3 separate regions of the Zea mays genome follow, and regions 1 and 2 are each linked to region 3. The links are chromatin contacts, called in public Hi-C maps. All regions are on one chromosome and are shown on one strand. Each heading gives the region's core, a stretch centred on a gene start, on an enhancer-like site or on the middle of the called end of the contact. The rest is flanking DNA. Distances are from core to core; before and after follow the strand shown. Region 1 holds the start of LOC100284527. Region 2 holds the start of LOC100285167. Region 3 holds the start of LOC542284 (60S ribosomal protein L19-3).

Region 1 (4,767 bases), core at 1,464-3,963, 600 kb before region 3:
GGATCCTAAGTGGATTCAGAACTTTCAAATCTCCACCAACTTGCTCAATCTTCACAACTTCTCGATCGTACAATTTAAATACACTATGTCTATATTTGTATTTAAACTATATGGTTCGTGACAAGGCCCAACCCGTATTGGGGCCAACCAGCAACCCAGTCTAGAGGGATTCCAAAGGCAAGTGCGTGGCTGTGGGCCAGAAGCAGTCCACGCCATTGCCCGCTCTAGTTACAGGCATGTGGACTAGGGTTAACGGTACCGTTTTTGACCGAATTTCGCCCTGCGACGAAACGGGGAAAACCAAATTTCGCATATTCCGACCGGTTTAAATTTTCAAATTTGACTAACCGAATCTCGCACTTTCCTATCGGATTTCGCTAATTTTTGACAATTTTTTATAGAATATGTTTGTATTTTATTCAAATCATGTTGTACAACGAATAACAATATATTTACAAATATTTTGATGCACAAAAACACATAAAACATACATGTGCAAATAGCAAACCGTAATTTGAGTGCAACACCGCAACCTGGTCACGTCGATCTACTCGATTTAACTAACAAAACTATATATACAAGTTGTTTGCCTCGCTTTAATCCGAAACGGCTTCTACTATTTCTATGGTGTTTTGTCTATATATACTACGGTTCCAGCAGTCTGAACAATTGACTTTAATCCGAAGCGAACAACTAGATAACCTAGCTTGATCTACTCGTTATGTAACTAACACTAAGCTCCCTAACAAACACATATGGAGTACAGTGAATAATTGATTCTACAACTATTTAACCATATAAGTACCGAGATCAGCTGTTGGACGGTCGAGAAATGATGCACCCCGAGTGAATCTCGTCCGCTTTGGGAGCGGTTTCTACACTGCCGCCGTCTAGACACGAGAAAAAAGAGTGGAGCGAAGAGTGAATGAGCTCAGGTAACTACACAGCAGTGTGAAGCCCAGGTATCCTATTTTTGAACGTTTAATTTTTGAACTTTAAATATTTTTTAGCTGTTAGGACCATCTAGTTTTTTTATTGGTTTTATTCCCATTTTTATGTTTTTTTTGAAATTCAATAAAATTAAACGAAAATTTCGAAATTTTATCATGGTTTTTGTTACCGCCGGTGAATCTCGCTCGAGATTGCAATCCGTGTGTGGACTGTGGAACCAATTGGGCAAGCGGGGCTAGGCAAAGGGCGGAATTCGCCGCGGCATGTGTCGAGTAGAGAGAAACGTGGATGGGGAACTCCAGCGCCCCGTCCCAGGCTCCCAGCTATATACAGCACGTGCCAGACACAAAAGGTGCGTGTGTGTGTGCGCGCGCGCAGCACGTGGCAGCCGGACTCCAGGCATAACGTGAGTAACATTTGCTGCAGACCCTTGCTTTGTCTCCTAGCGAGTACAATTGTTGTATGTACAAGTGCTAGCTACGTCGAGTTGTTGGTTGACGAGTCAAGAACTGAAATGAGCTTTCCTTCCCTTGCCTTACATTACAATCAGAACTCAGAAGAAGAAGAAGACTGACTCAGGCCTTGGAGGATACCACTAATAAGATGGTGTAACCTTCGTTACGTTTACCCTGTCTGGATCTAGCTGCTCTGAGGAGTGCTGCCATGAGCCCCAGCAAGGTCAGATCAGATGCTTCCACATGCCTTTGGGCTGAAGATGACGATACTCTGCCAATCCTGATTCCTGAATGAGAAGCAATGGTTGTCACAGTCACGGCACGGAGCTGGCAATAAAAAGAACCAAAGGCGTCTCTTGATTCCATCATCTTGAGAATTACAGCAAGACAAGAGGCCGTGGTCACATACATGGTGCTGTTACAGATACACTACACAGCAGGAAGCAGGAAGGTTTGCGAGAACAGAACGAACAGGTTCCCTCCACGGATTACATGATCAGTTATTCACACTATCACAAATAAGTATTACCGAATCTTGGCAGTGGTAAAAGAGAGAGAGTGGGACTAAAGAAGCGGTGGAGAGAAAAAATTTAAGCTATCAATTTCTATGGAGACATAGCACGATAGCAGCAGTTTTGCTGAGTGCTCGCTTCGCGTTCGCGGCTACAGGTGCAGCAGCGTGTCGCAGCGCCAGTCCATCTCGTCGGCCGCGGGGTCCGGCACGTTCAGGTCGAACGGAAGCGGGGAGCACCGCGGCGGCGCGGCGGTCTCGTCGCCACAGCCCGGGCCCGACGCGCCGTCCTCGCAGAGCGCCGACGAGGAGGAGCCGCAGTAGCTGCGGCAGTCCTCCTCGGCGGCCGGGGCGCGGAGGATCCCGACGGGCGCGCCGCCGCCGCTGCCGCCGCTCCAGGACTCGACGGTGCTGCTGTGGCTAGACGTCGCGGCGGGGGCGGCTGGCGGCGCCACCGTGGCTGAGATGGAGGCGGAGGGGAAGTTGGTCCTGGCGGCGGCGCCGCGGATGGTCCTGGCGGCCGCGTCGTAGGCGTGGGCCGCGGCCTCGGCCGACTCGAAGGTGCCGAGCCAGATCGGGGTCTTCCTGGCCGGGTCCCGGATCTCGGCCGCGTACCGCCCCGACGGGCGCCGCCTCACCCCGCGGTACTTCACCTCCGGCCCAGCGTCCCCCGGCGTCATCGGGACCGGGACCGGCGGCGGCCTTGCCCGCCGCATCCCGCTCCTCCTCCTCTTCCTCCCTCCCTCTCTGCCCTGCCTTGTCCTCCTCCTCGGCGACTCCGCGTTTGGCTTGGCCCGGCCCCGCCCCGCCCCGCCCCGAGTGGCCTTTCTTTTCCTTTCCTCCCGCAGTCCCGCCCGCGGCTGCTCCTGTTTGGTCGGCACGGCCCCGCGGAGGCTGAAGCACCGGGGCCCGCCACGACCCGGGCGCCGCGTCGGTCTGTTGAGTCTTGATTTCCCCGACCGCGTCACCACGTCCACGTCCCAGGGTCGGTCGGTCGGTCGGCCGGCTGCCTCTGCCTGCCGCGGCCTCCTCCTGTCCTATCGTATTCGTCGCCACCGCATCTAGGGATGTAATCGGATCGGATACGGACGGATATTACTAATATTATATTTGTTTTCATTTTTTTATTCGGATTCGAATTCGAATATCTTCGGATACGAATACGAATACGGATTGTCTCGGTTACGGATACAGATTGTCACATATCGAATACGGAACGAATCGGATGCGAATATCTTCGGTTACGAATATTTTCTTCGGATATAAAGACACATCATTCATTCATATATAGCATCCAGATTCAAATGTCACAACCGATCAGGCTAATAGACAGATAAAGCTAAGTAAATAGGCAAGCAGTCATGAGCGTGAGCCATCAGCATTGCTAAATGCTAAGTACTATACTGCGTACATGTCACAATAGAACTAGCTACCAGCTACCAGCTAGCAGCCAAAATGTCGTAGCAGCTACCAGCTAGTGCCAAAATGTCACAATAGTACATGCCTCTCCAAACTAGAACTACATTGTCATTACTACATTAAGGATTAAGTGTAGCAGCTACCAGCTAGCGCCAAAATGTCGAAAACCAAGATTTAAGCATCATCTTAGGCTTCAGAGCACTGAAACTTGTGAAACAGACTCCCATGAACAGCTGCAGAAAAATCATAACTCCATATCGCTGCCCTCATCCTCACTATCCTCACCATTTCCTTCATTGTCAACTTGGTTCTGTCCCTACAGATAGTGCATATTAAATTGAAACATAGTATGTCAATTGTCAACAACAGCAAGTAATTGAAATAAATACTAACCTCTTCAATTGTCGAGCTATATTCATTTTCATCTGCCATGAACTCCTCAACAATTGACGGTACCTTATCATTGCGATCTAAAAGTGATAAGATAAAATATTTAGCAGCAAGCAAAACAGGAACAACAAGTATGTATTGTCAGTTTTACCTTTGTTAGATGCAAGATTCCAGTCTTTGGTACAAACTAATGCCTCCACAGTCTCAGGCTCTAAACGGCTGCGATATTTACTCACAACACGCCCACTCGAACTGAAAGCACATTCTGAGGCCACGGTAGAGACTTGAACAGCCAATACATCACGAGCAAGACGCGAGAGAACAGGATATGTAACTTGGTTGGCCTTCCACCATGATAATATGTCAAATTGTAGACCTTTACCAGTAGGATCAACCCACCGAATTGGTTTATCTTTCATGTACACATCCAATTCATTTATTTCACCTTTGGCTGCATCATTATCTTCATATATAAACTCGTCAATGTCAGTATTTATACAAATTGAGTTAGATGTACTTGCAGCAAGATCAGTTTGAGTAATAGAAACATCACGTGTACTGGTCAAATATGATTGGAATAATTGGTTCACAACATCCATAAAGCGAGTGAGTTCTGCGACAGCACTGTCCTTATAAATCTTCAACATGAAATATTCTACCAACTTTTTCTTGTATCTAGGATCAAGCAAGCAAGCCACTGCAAGAGCTATGTTGGCTGCACGACCGCTGTGGCTTGTGGGCTGTGGCTGACGCCTGACGGGTTGTGGCCTTGTGGGCTGTAGTTAGCCATGAGCGTGACCATACATGTGGGCTGTTGGCATGTTGCCTTGCTGTCTTGGCCATGTGGGCTGTGGCCGTGGGCTGGGTTTGGCTGGGCGTAGGCTGTGATCTGTCGGATATTTGTTCGGATAAATTTCGGATACATCCGATTAAAGTCGCGGATATTCGATATCCGACGGATATCAATCATATTATATTCGGATCCGACATCCGATCAGACTATCCGTATTCGTATCCGTTATCCGAAAAAAAATCCGAATA
Region 2 (4,781 bases), core at 784-3,283, 690 kb before region 3:
ACTTCCAGTTCTAGAGGCATTACTTTGGTGTTTCAGTAATAGAATGACAGATACAGTCATCTACAGATGATAGTATGCAAAACCATTCAGTTACAAGGTTTTTAAGCTAACAAAATTCCATTACACATATTTGGAGCAAAATGTTTCAATGAAAGTAAGACCTAAAATATTTGTCTTAGCTTTGATGACCCAAACAAGATTGTAGTAGATTAGATGAAAGTCAGATATGCTCATTTTTAACATTCTAGTCAAACGTTATGTTCAGTTTATCGAAAGTTTAAGTTCTAGTTAACAAGATTTTATAATACAATTATCTATTAAATATCTGCAGGGAAATAGACAAGAAGAATACATTAGAATCTGGAACAATAACACTTACGACTGGTCTTTCCAAATTTGGTCCTGCTTCAGAACAGGTAGAATAAGTGTTGCTCTCATTATTTTAGCAATCGCAACAGCATTACATATCTGCAAAAACAACAGATATCTGAAATTCGAATTGTTTTCTTTTGAGAGAAGTAACCAAAACTCAATTACATTTAGAAAGCCAATGGACAAGCTCAAGAAACTGGCATGATCTGCTAATGGAGAACCATACTCTGTATTTAGAAACAGAGGTTTCATCTCAAACCAGCTTTAGCAGGTCATGGAAAACACACATTATCAAAAGAATTAACAAGGTTATATTGAAGGGTTATTGTAGTTATGCTTGAGCAATGAGCAGCAACCACGCTAACAGGAAAAGAAGCAAACATAGGCTTGTATATTGCAAGTAGCACTCACACACAACTAGGTGAGCAAGGCTGAGGGACAGAAGTGCATACATACAGCTATGCGTTGCTGGTTTAGTCCTCCCTCGGCATGGATAAAAATATACCCAGAGGTTTCATTCACTGATGGGACATCTGCATGATATAGAAATTTACGGTATCATCACTTAGCAGGTCCCATTCATGAATGAAAACAGATGTTAGATGTGCTGTTTCATAAATCTATCATCTAACATGAAACTACACATAACAATTGGGCAGGTTCCTGAGACATACGAAATTCAGTTTTTGCACTAGATCAATAAAGACTAGCTCTGGGAGATCGAAATTTGCACAATGGAGGTTACTGACCTCAAAGTGATTGGGGTAATGTATAAAGTAGGGATACAATATATGCTATATTGCTGTCTTTAACAAACGTGAAAGGTAGACTCGCCTGAGGGCTCATTGCTGCATCGCTCTGCACAGGGCTTCCAGGACATCGTGGCAGCACGTGGATTTTCCCATAGAGATGGGGGTTCCTTCGTCTGCACCCAAAGAAGAAATTCTTCAGACCAAATGTTTATGAAGCGAACACGGGTCCCAAAACCCTTGGAGCAACGAAGCACACTTCACCTCAGGGCAGTGGAGCGTGATCCCCTCCTTGTGGCACAAGAACGGAGTGTTCTAGGACGACAACAACAACATCAACAGAATGTCAGTGGTCAGTCGGAATCCTGACAAAATTGAATGGCATTGGAAAGATACGGGAGGGGCCAGGAGCTCACGAGGCGGGACCAGAACAAGGGCGCGCAGAAAATCACAGCGGCGAGAAGGAGCGCGAGGAGAGCAAGCAGGATCCTGTAGGAGGACGAGGCGGCGGAGGACCTGGGGTCCTCGAGTGCGAGGAGGGAGCGGAACGGGGACGTCAGCAGGTGGACACGCTTGTGGTGGTGATGCGAGAGGAGAGGGGACGAGCGGTGGGCGTCCTTGCCGTCGTCGTCCCCGCCGCCGCCGCCGCGGCTGCCGCGGGTGGAGGGGGACAGGAGGAAGGGGGACGACGCCGCGGAGGTGTCGGAATCGCGCTTGGCGGGGGAGTTGGACGAGCGCACCGCCATCGAGTGCCGCAGCTCCGCCATGGCCGCCGCCTCCACCACCACCGGCCCCGCCGCCCCGGTCGCGGGCGCGGCGCGCGGGAGTGGGGTGGGAGTGTGCACTTGCTTCCTGTTGGCTGACGAGCCTGTTCGCACTGTCACTCTCGCCGCTCGCGACTGTGATCAACCGTAGCAGACCAGAGCCGGCGGCAGGCTGTCAGTGAGTGAGCAGCGTGGCATGAGTCATGACGGCGGAGATGGGCTGGGGAGGGGGGATGCGGCCCGATCCGCTGCAGTTACGTACGTAGAAAGTAGCTGTATATGAGCCGTTGACACGTGGGGTCGGTCGTGACTTGCTTTATACGTCAACAGCAAAACTATTTAAATTTTGACCAACAATATTAAATTATTTTAAATTAAAAAGGAATATTATGATAGTTAAAGTCATGATAAATCTAGTATTACCTTCGCTCTAGAATATTTGTCGTCTGTTAGTGTATTTTTAACTAAACTGCGACAAATATAAAAGAACGGAGAAAGTAACATTTTACTTTTATGTTGTAAAATCTTATGAAACATCCGGTAATAACCGGACAAAAATTGATAGTGATTGACTCAAGACAAACCCAAAATGATTAATTTATGTGGACGGACTAGTGTTTGGTTTGTCGTTCTATCTGTAATGATAGTAAAATAAAAAGATTGTTTGATTCTTGGCAAACTTTGCCACAACTTGCCTAATATCCTGTTTAGATGTAGATATTAGAGCACATAATTGAGAATTGAAACCAGCTTTCATAAATTCTGTTGTTTGGTTTCACATGGAATAGATATTTGGAATCAGCGACCCAATTCTTTGGAATTAGACTACAACTAGAAATTCCCTCTCCTAATTCAAAGTGTCACCTCTATGTATTGCGTGGAATTAAATAGCACAATTCAAAACTTTAATTGAGTGACATCGAAACAATATGATTGAAATTACATCTTATTTCAATATCATGACTGATTTGGTATTAAACCTAATTTAATTTCTTGCCCTCCAGACATTCAAACAGAGCATAAGATTAGTCGACCAAATTGAAAACTATTCTTAGACATAAAAAGTTAGATAAATTATGATAATTAGGCAGCGGACCAAACTTGTCATAGATTATCTGCTGGATAAGAGCATGTTTTCTCTGAATTTATATTTTTTAACGTGTTCGGCTTACTATTGTAAACGCTCTAACACCCTCTATTGAGTATGGCATGTTTTTAGAGTTTGTTTTAGGACATGGAATATAATGATTAGGAGCACATGAAATCAAAAAGAGACGAAGATTTCAACCAAGTCATCAAAGCTTGTAACCGATTCAATATGAATTTTATTTTACGATATTAAGGTATGATTGAAACATTAAAGTCCTTCGTCAGTTCCTTGTTACTTTCTATTGCTACAACATGTCCGATATGCTTCATGACATAGGATCAACACTACACAATCAATTTTGTTACTTTTTCTCATCTGTTAGGACTTGGTGCGGAGGATAGAGGATTTCTATGTCACTATCTTCAAGTCGAGCAACCAGCTGGTTGTTCCAAAGAACCAACCAGACACCTAATCGTGATTAGGGAAACAATTAGGACGTGTAGTCAACCTCTGGTCGTCTCCTACTCGCCTTATATAATTTCTGGACATATGTATATGTATATGTATATAACATAATATATGTATATACAAACAATACTGCAATAGCCAATATGATAGGCACTATTTAAGTCTAAACTGAAATATTGAAAGTACAAGCAATAATGTAGTACCTGCTAGTCTACTACCTAGAGCATATCAACATCCGATCAAAAAGCAACATCAGCTTCCCCTCCAATAGATTCAGATCCATCTTGCTCCATATCTTGAGTTGCTTTTGGTGGCGGTTGTTGTTTTGCATCTGCTGTGGCAGGACCATCTTCTTGAGCATCACTGTCATCTTATTCAATACCTTGAGTTGTTGCATTTCTTGAACGCTTCCTTGTCCTAACATATGTCCGTTGAGGCTGAGAAGACGAACCAGCACTTGCAACAACTATTCTTGACGAAATCCTGCCTTGGAGAGCTTGAGTTGTTCCTAATGCCTCATCCACAACATGTCATATGTGTTACCACCGTTAGCTTCATTATTTTCTTCAACCCATTCATTTTCCCACATAAACTCTTCAAGCATCAATGGGTTGCTTATTTTTCCCTTGGATCCCAGTTCTCTTATTGTTGGAAACATATTTTCTATCTTCCTATTGTAACTGACATAGACCAATTTATTAAGCCTCTAGTGTTCTAGTCGGATACACTTTTTGTATAGACCTAAAAATGCATAATTGCATATACAACAAATTAAGCAAGCTATAATGATCAATCAACAAGTAAACCACCATAAATAGAATACTACTTACTGCTACAAAATCTAACCAATTTCTCTCATAAACAGAAGCTCACAACAGTCCCGACTTAACCCACATGGTATTTATATGCCTCTTCATGTTCTTATTGTACCTTGTGAGGATATTTCTATGGACTTTGTTTTGGGCTTGCCTGGAACAAAGAGGGGGAGTGATAACGTTTTTGTGGTTGTCGATCATTTCTCCACGATGGCACATTTTATACCATGTCACAAAACTGATAATGCTTCGCATGTTGTTGATTTGTTCTTCACCGAGATTGTGCGGTTGCATGGTGTCCTAAATACTATTATTCTGATAGGGATGCTAAGTTTTTAAGCCATCTTTGGAGAACCTTGTGGTTTAAACTAGGAACATAGTTGTTATTTTCTACTACTTATCATCCCCAAACTGATGGACAAACAGAGGTTGTTAATCAAACTTTATCTACTATGTTACAGGCTGTTTTGAAAGATAATTTGAGGTTGTGGGAGGAATGTTTGCCACATATTGAGTTTGTTTA
Region 3 (4,298 bases), core at 149-2,648:
CATAAACACATTTGCCCCAAAACTTTATCATGTGGTGGTTTTCGGCGCCGGTGATGGCCTCTTGTTCGCTATGCCTGTTTCGCTCGCCACTGCCAAGAAGAGAAGCGGGATGGCTAGTTGGAGATGTCCATCGGGCCGGACACAGACAGTTTTGTGGCGGTGCGAGGACAACCAATGACTATCAACCATGCGAGCCGACTCCAACGGTCAGATGGAGCATCAGAAAGTCTGGTGCCCCCCCTCGGGCAGTCCGGTGCCCGTTTGAAAAGGAAAGTGACCAATCAGTGATCCTCCGACCGTTGTATTGTGCACTGCCCGGTGCATTACCGGACAATCATGTACACCCATAGACAGGGAAGGATGGGAGCTTCCAAATAAAGCTCCAATGGCTCCTAGGTCCCTTGGGGCTATAAAAGGACCCTCGGACGCCATGGAGCAGTACCCAAGCATCACAAGAGCATACTACAACTTCGAGACTCCGCGGCCGCGCTTTCGATTTGTTAGAGATAAATTTTAGCGCATTTTGAGCTTTGATTCTGTCGTTTTGATTCATGCGTTCTTTTCTCTGCTTGGGTGTGTGGTGTTGCTGCAATTGTGCTCTTGTGTGCGTTTCTACCCCTCTCCTTACTCCAGATTTGATTGTATCAATTGTTTAAGGCGTAAGAAACTCCAATTTGTGGAGATTCCTCACAACTGGGATATTGATATAAGGAAGACAACCGTGACACTCAAGTTTGATCTTTGGAACACTTGAGAGAGGTTTGAGTGCAACCATTAACTGAAACATGTCACCACAATGTGGAGTAGGCATTGGCCGAACCATGGTAAAAATCATCGTGTCTTTTGTTCATTTTTATTGCTATTACTGTCTTCTTGAGTTCTCATATTCAATTGTAATATTGTTCCTAGGTTTAATACACATCCTAAAGGAGCAATCAAGTAAAAAATTATCTTCTTTCATCTCTTGCCATCTTAACTTAGTTTTAGTTTTCACTAACACATTTTATAAACCAAGTTTGTGTTTTTTAAGCTAGTTTAGTAGGATCACCTATTTACATCCTCCAGGTGCTCCCATCTTCGTATGTTCTATTTCACACTATTTCTGTCATCTAACAGATGCAAGGATATACTTGTTTTTTGTTTTTTTAAAGATTCAAAATAAAAAAGTCATTTTGAGAGGCAAAATCACATAAACACAATTGCCCCAAAACTTTATCATGCGGCGGTTCCGGCCACTGCCCAGAAGAGAAGAGGGGTGGCGAGTTGGAGATGGTCCACTGGGCCGGACGCAGACAGTTTCGTGGCTTTTGTAAATGGACCATGGCCCAATAGGAATGAACGGAGGCCTGGTCCGCTTTAGAACCAAAAACCCTAATCGCCGTGACCATTTTGGGGCGCACATATAAGCCACCGCCGCCTCGCATCTCCTCCTCCGCCCCACGCAGCTGAGGCGTTGATCCTCACCGGCGTCGCCATCGTAATCGCCTTGGACAGCGGCACCAGAACCTCTGCCTCCGCAGGTGAGTTCGCCTCCAAACGCATCTCCTTTTCCGCTTCTCGATCCGTTAGGGTTTTAACCGGAGGCTGAGGTTGTTCTACCAGCTATATCGATCTGCCCTTGTAAGGCTGAAGCTTCAGATGTTTAACAATTGGAGCAACTATTCAACAGAATTATGGAAAGCAAGTCCTACTGTATTAGCAATAGTTTTATCATCACCTGTAGTAGAAAGACCCTTGATTGTTTGGTTTGCTTGCCTGCTTTCAATATAATTTTTATTCGATCTTGTTGCCTTGTACCTGATTATTTACATGATTACTTGTCTTTTTTGTGTTACAGTAGCTGTTTTTATTTAATCTTGTTGCCATGTACCTAGTTATTTACATAATCTTATGTTTTCTTTCGTCACTTGCAGGGTGCTTGCTGGTATCATTACAATCTGGTAGTTTTAGTGGTTGGGCTTGACTTCCTACTATTCAGAAACACAGTACCGAGAAGTCTTTAGGTGGGGTCAAAGATGGTGTCGCTGAAGTTGCAAAAGCGCCTTGCCGCGAGCTACCTCAAGTGTGGGAAAGGCAAGGTGTGGCTTGACCCAAATGAAGTTAGTGAGATCTCCATGGCAAACTCCCGTAAGTATTATCCACTGCTTGGTTCTGCCTGGTTCGTAATATGTTTGACTTCTGCTCTGATTTTTGCTATTCTTGTTTGGGTCTGTGTTCAGCTGTGATCTTGACATCATATGAGCTGTGGCGATCTGTTTGTAGTGTTCTTGGTCCATTTTTCTGCTGTTGAGCTTTATAGCCGTCAAAATGGGTAGCACAGTTCACTTTATGGGCATGGTCAAAGGTGGATACTTTATGTAGTTTGAATATGTTGGATCAAACATTATTCTTACCGCCATGGTTTTTAAAGCGGTAAGGCGGTCCAAGGCGTTGGACCACCGCTACGCCTAGGCGGCGCCTAGGCGTTAGACCACCGTCCGGACGCCTAGGCGACGCCTTAAGAACAGAGCTTACCGCCACCATGTTATAGTGTTATTTACCTGCCACCACCCTTGAAGACACTATTGGCTGTAGCTGCTCTAGTTCGTTACGCGTGTACCCGTGCAGTCTCTAATTTGTATATGTTAATAGTTAACCTGATGCAGTTGTAGTTCTCTTGAAATAACAATTCCAGTTTATGATTGTTTTTATGTATTGTTTATGCATATGTGATTGTAGATTTTGGCTAAGGCTGGTATTGCCTGTGATCAAATTGTGAATAGACTGGAAGAGGAAGCAATACCATTGCCTAGCTTGACATAATTGTAACATTTAATGCTCCTATTATTGGTCACTGTTAATTTTTCATTGATTATTATCTGGCTGTCTCTTGCTAAATATTTGCACTGCTTAGCCAACTCTGATTTTGTCATGTTGTTTCTCAAATCTCAATTTATCATACTGACCATGATGGGATAGTACTCAAGTCTTTTACATTCCTGGGATTTTGCTGTGCTTTGCCATGAGTTTATATTTTACATTAACATAGTGCATTAGAGTTTTGAAATTGTAGGCAAGTAGAGTTGTTTCTATGTTATTCTGCTTTAACTTTTAAAGGAACATAAAGGGGTCTATGTTTTTGCAATACTTACAGGCCAGAATATCCGGAAGTTGGTTAAGGATGGGTTTATCATCAAGAAGCCTCATAAGATCCACTCTAGATCCCGTGCAAGAAGGGCACATGACGCCAAGCAAAAGGGACGCCACTCAGGATATGGTATGCTGCTGCAACTCATTTATGTCACAGTTCTGAAGGGTGAGTAAGCTCGTGGTAATCCGATGCCTGTATAGGTAAGCGTAGGGGTACCAGGGAGGCTAGGCTACCCACCAAGGTTCTGTGGATGAGGAGGATGCGTGTGCTGAGGCGCCTTCTCCGCAAGTATCGTGAGGCCAAGAAGATTGACAAGCACATGTATCATGACATGTACATGAAGGTCAAAGGTAACGCCTTCAAGAACAAGAGGGTGCTTATGGAGAGTATCCACAAGTCCAAGGCTGAGAAGGCCAGAGAGAAGACACTTTCTGACCAGTTTGAGGCCAAGCGCGCCAAGAGCAAGGCGAGCCGTGAGAGGAAGATCGCTAGGAGGGAGGAGAGGTTGGCCCAGGTATGATAATGTTATGTTGATCCATACCTTGCAATTCGTTTAGAATCTTGTTTAAATGTATGCTTTGTCGTATAGGGTCCACGAGAAATAACACCACCTGTCTCATCCACAGCTCCAGCTACTGGGTAAGCGCCTTGGAGCTCTTTGTTTCGTTTCCTTGGATTTTATCATGTTTTTTTGTTGATGTGTTTCTCTTTGTTTGGCCGATGTCACAGGGCACCGAAGAAAGCAAAGAAGTGAAGTATTGAAATAAAGCTGTAGCTTTCTAGTCCAGTACTGCACTTTCTTTTATAAGCTCTAGTCAAATTTTGGAGCGCCTGAACTGTTTTGCTGTTATATAACTTAGTGTATTGATAAATTCGACTATCACATCTGGATTATTCTGCTGGATAATGTCCGTGTCTTTGATGTTTGTGTTAAATTCCTATTCTGGATGAGCACCTGGCCCTAACTTTACTCCCTCCCTGGTTTCCTTTATGAGAGGAGAGACTCATTTGGTTAGGCTCTGGAACTCATGACGACTGTAGTCGCTTTTGGGCACGCCATCCTCTGTTTTTTTTGGGTCGTATAAATCCAAAAAACATATATTCCGAATGCACTATGCATTTCGTTGGACAAGTCCTAAGGGACAATTGTTTGGAACAGTACCTCAAA

The links. Hi-C and Micro-C count contacts between places; a contact is called where the count stands out from the background.
Region 1: a contact with region 3 is called in a Hi-C map of ear, with 2.4 times the contacts expected there. The contact joins the promoter of LOC100284527 here to the promoter of LOC542284 in region 3. A contact is called at or near these places in 2 of 25 Hi-C or Micro-C datasets (ear and tassel).
Region 2: a Hi-C map of tassel shows a contact between it and region 3, with 4 times the contacts expected there. The contact joins the promoter of LOC100285167 here to the promoter of LOC542284 in region 3. A contact is called at or near these places in 3 of 25 Hi-C or Micro-C datasets (bundle sheath, ear and tassel).

Annotation. Positions count from the first base shown.
Region 1 is chr5:83,699,957-83,704,723 of Zm-B73-REFERENCE-NAM-5.0, reverse strand. LOC100284527 reads right to left here and starts at 2,713. Exons shown (of 1, transcript NM_001372001.1): 1 at 1,741-2,713. The coding sequence starts at 2,633. The coding sequence ends at 2,070.
Region 2 is chr5:83,789,134-83,793,914 of Zm-B73-REFERENCE-NAM-5.0, reverse strand. LOC100285167 reads right to left here and starts at 2,033. Exons shown (of 11, transcript NM_001367335.1): 1 at 1,538-2,033; 2 at 1,386-1,436; 3 at 1,207-1,297; 4 at 829-905; 5 at 380-468. The coding sequence starts at 1,888.
Region 3 is chr5:83,097,421-83,101,718 of Zm-B73-REFERENCE-NAM-5.0, reverse strand. LOC542284 (60S ribosomal protein L19-3) reads left to right here and starts at 1,398. Exons shown (of 6, transcript NM_001319774.1): 1 at 1,398-1,520; 2 at 1,914-2,127; 3 at 3,134-3,256; 4 at 3,331-3,644; 5 at 3,720-3,769; 6 at 3,860-4,035. The coding sequence starts at 2,016. The coding sequence ends at 3,884.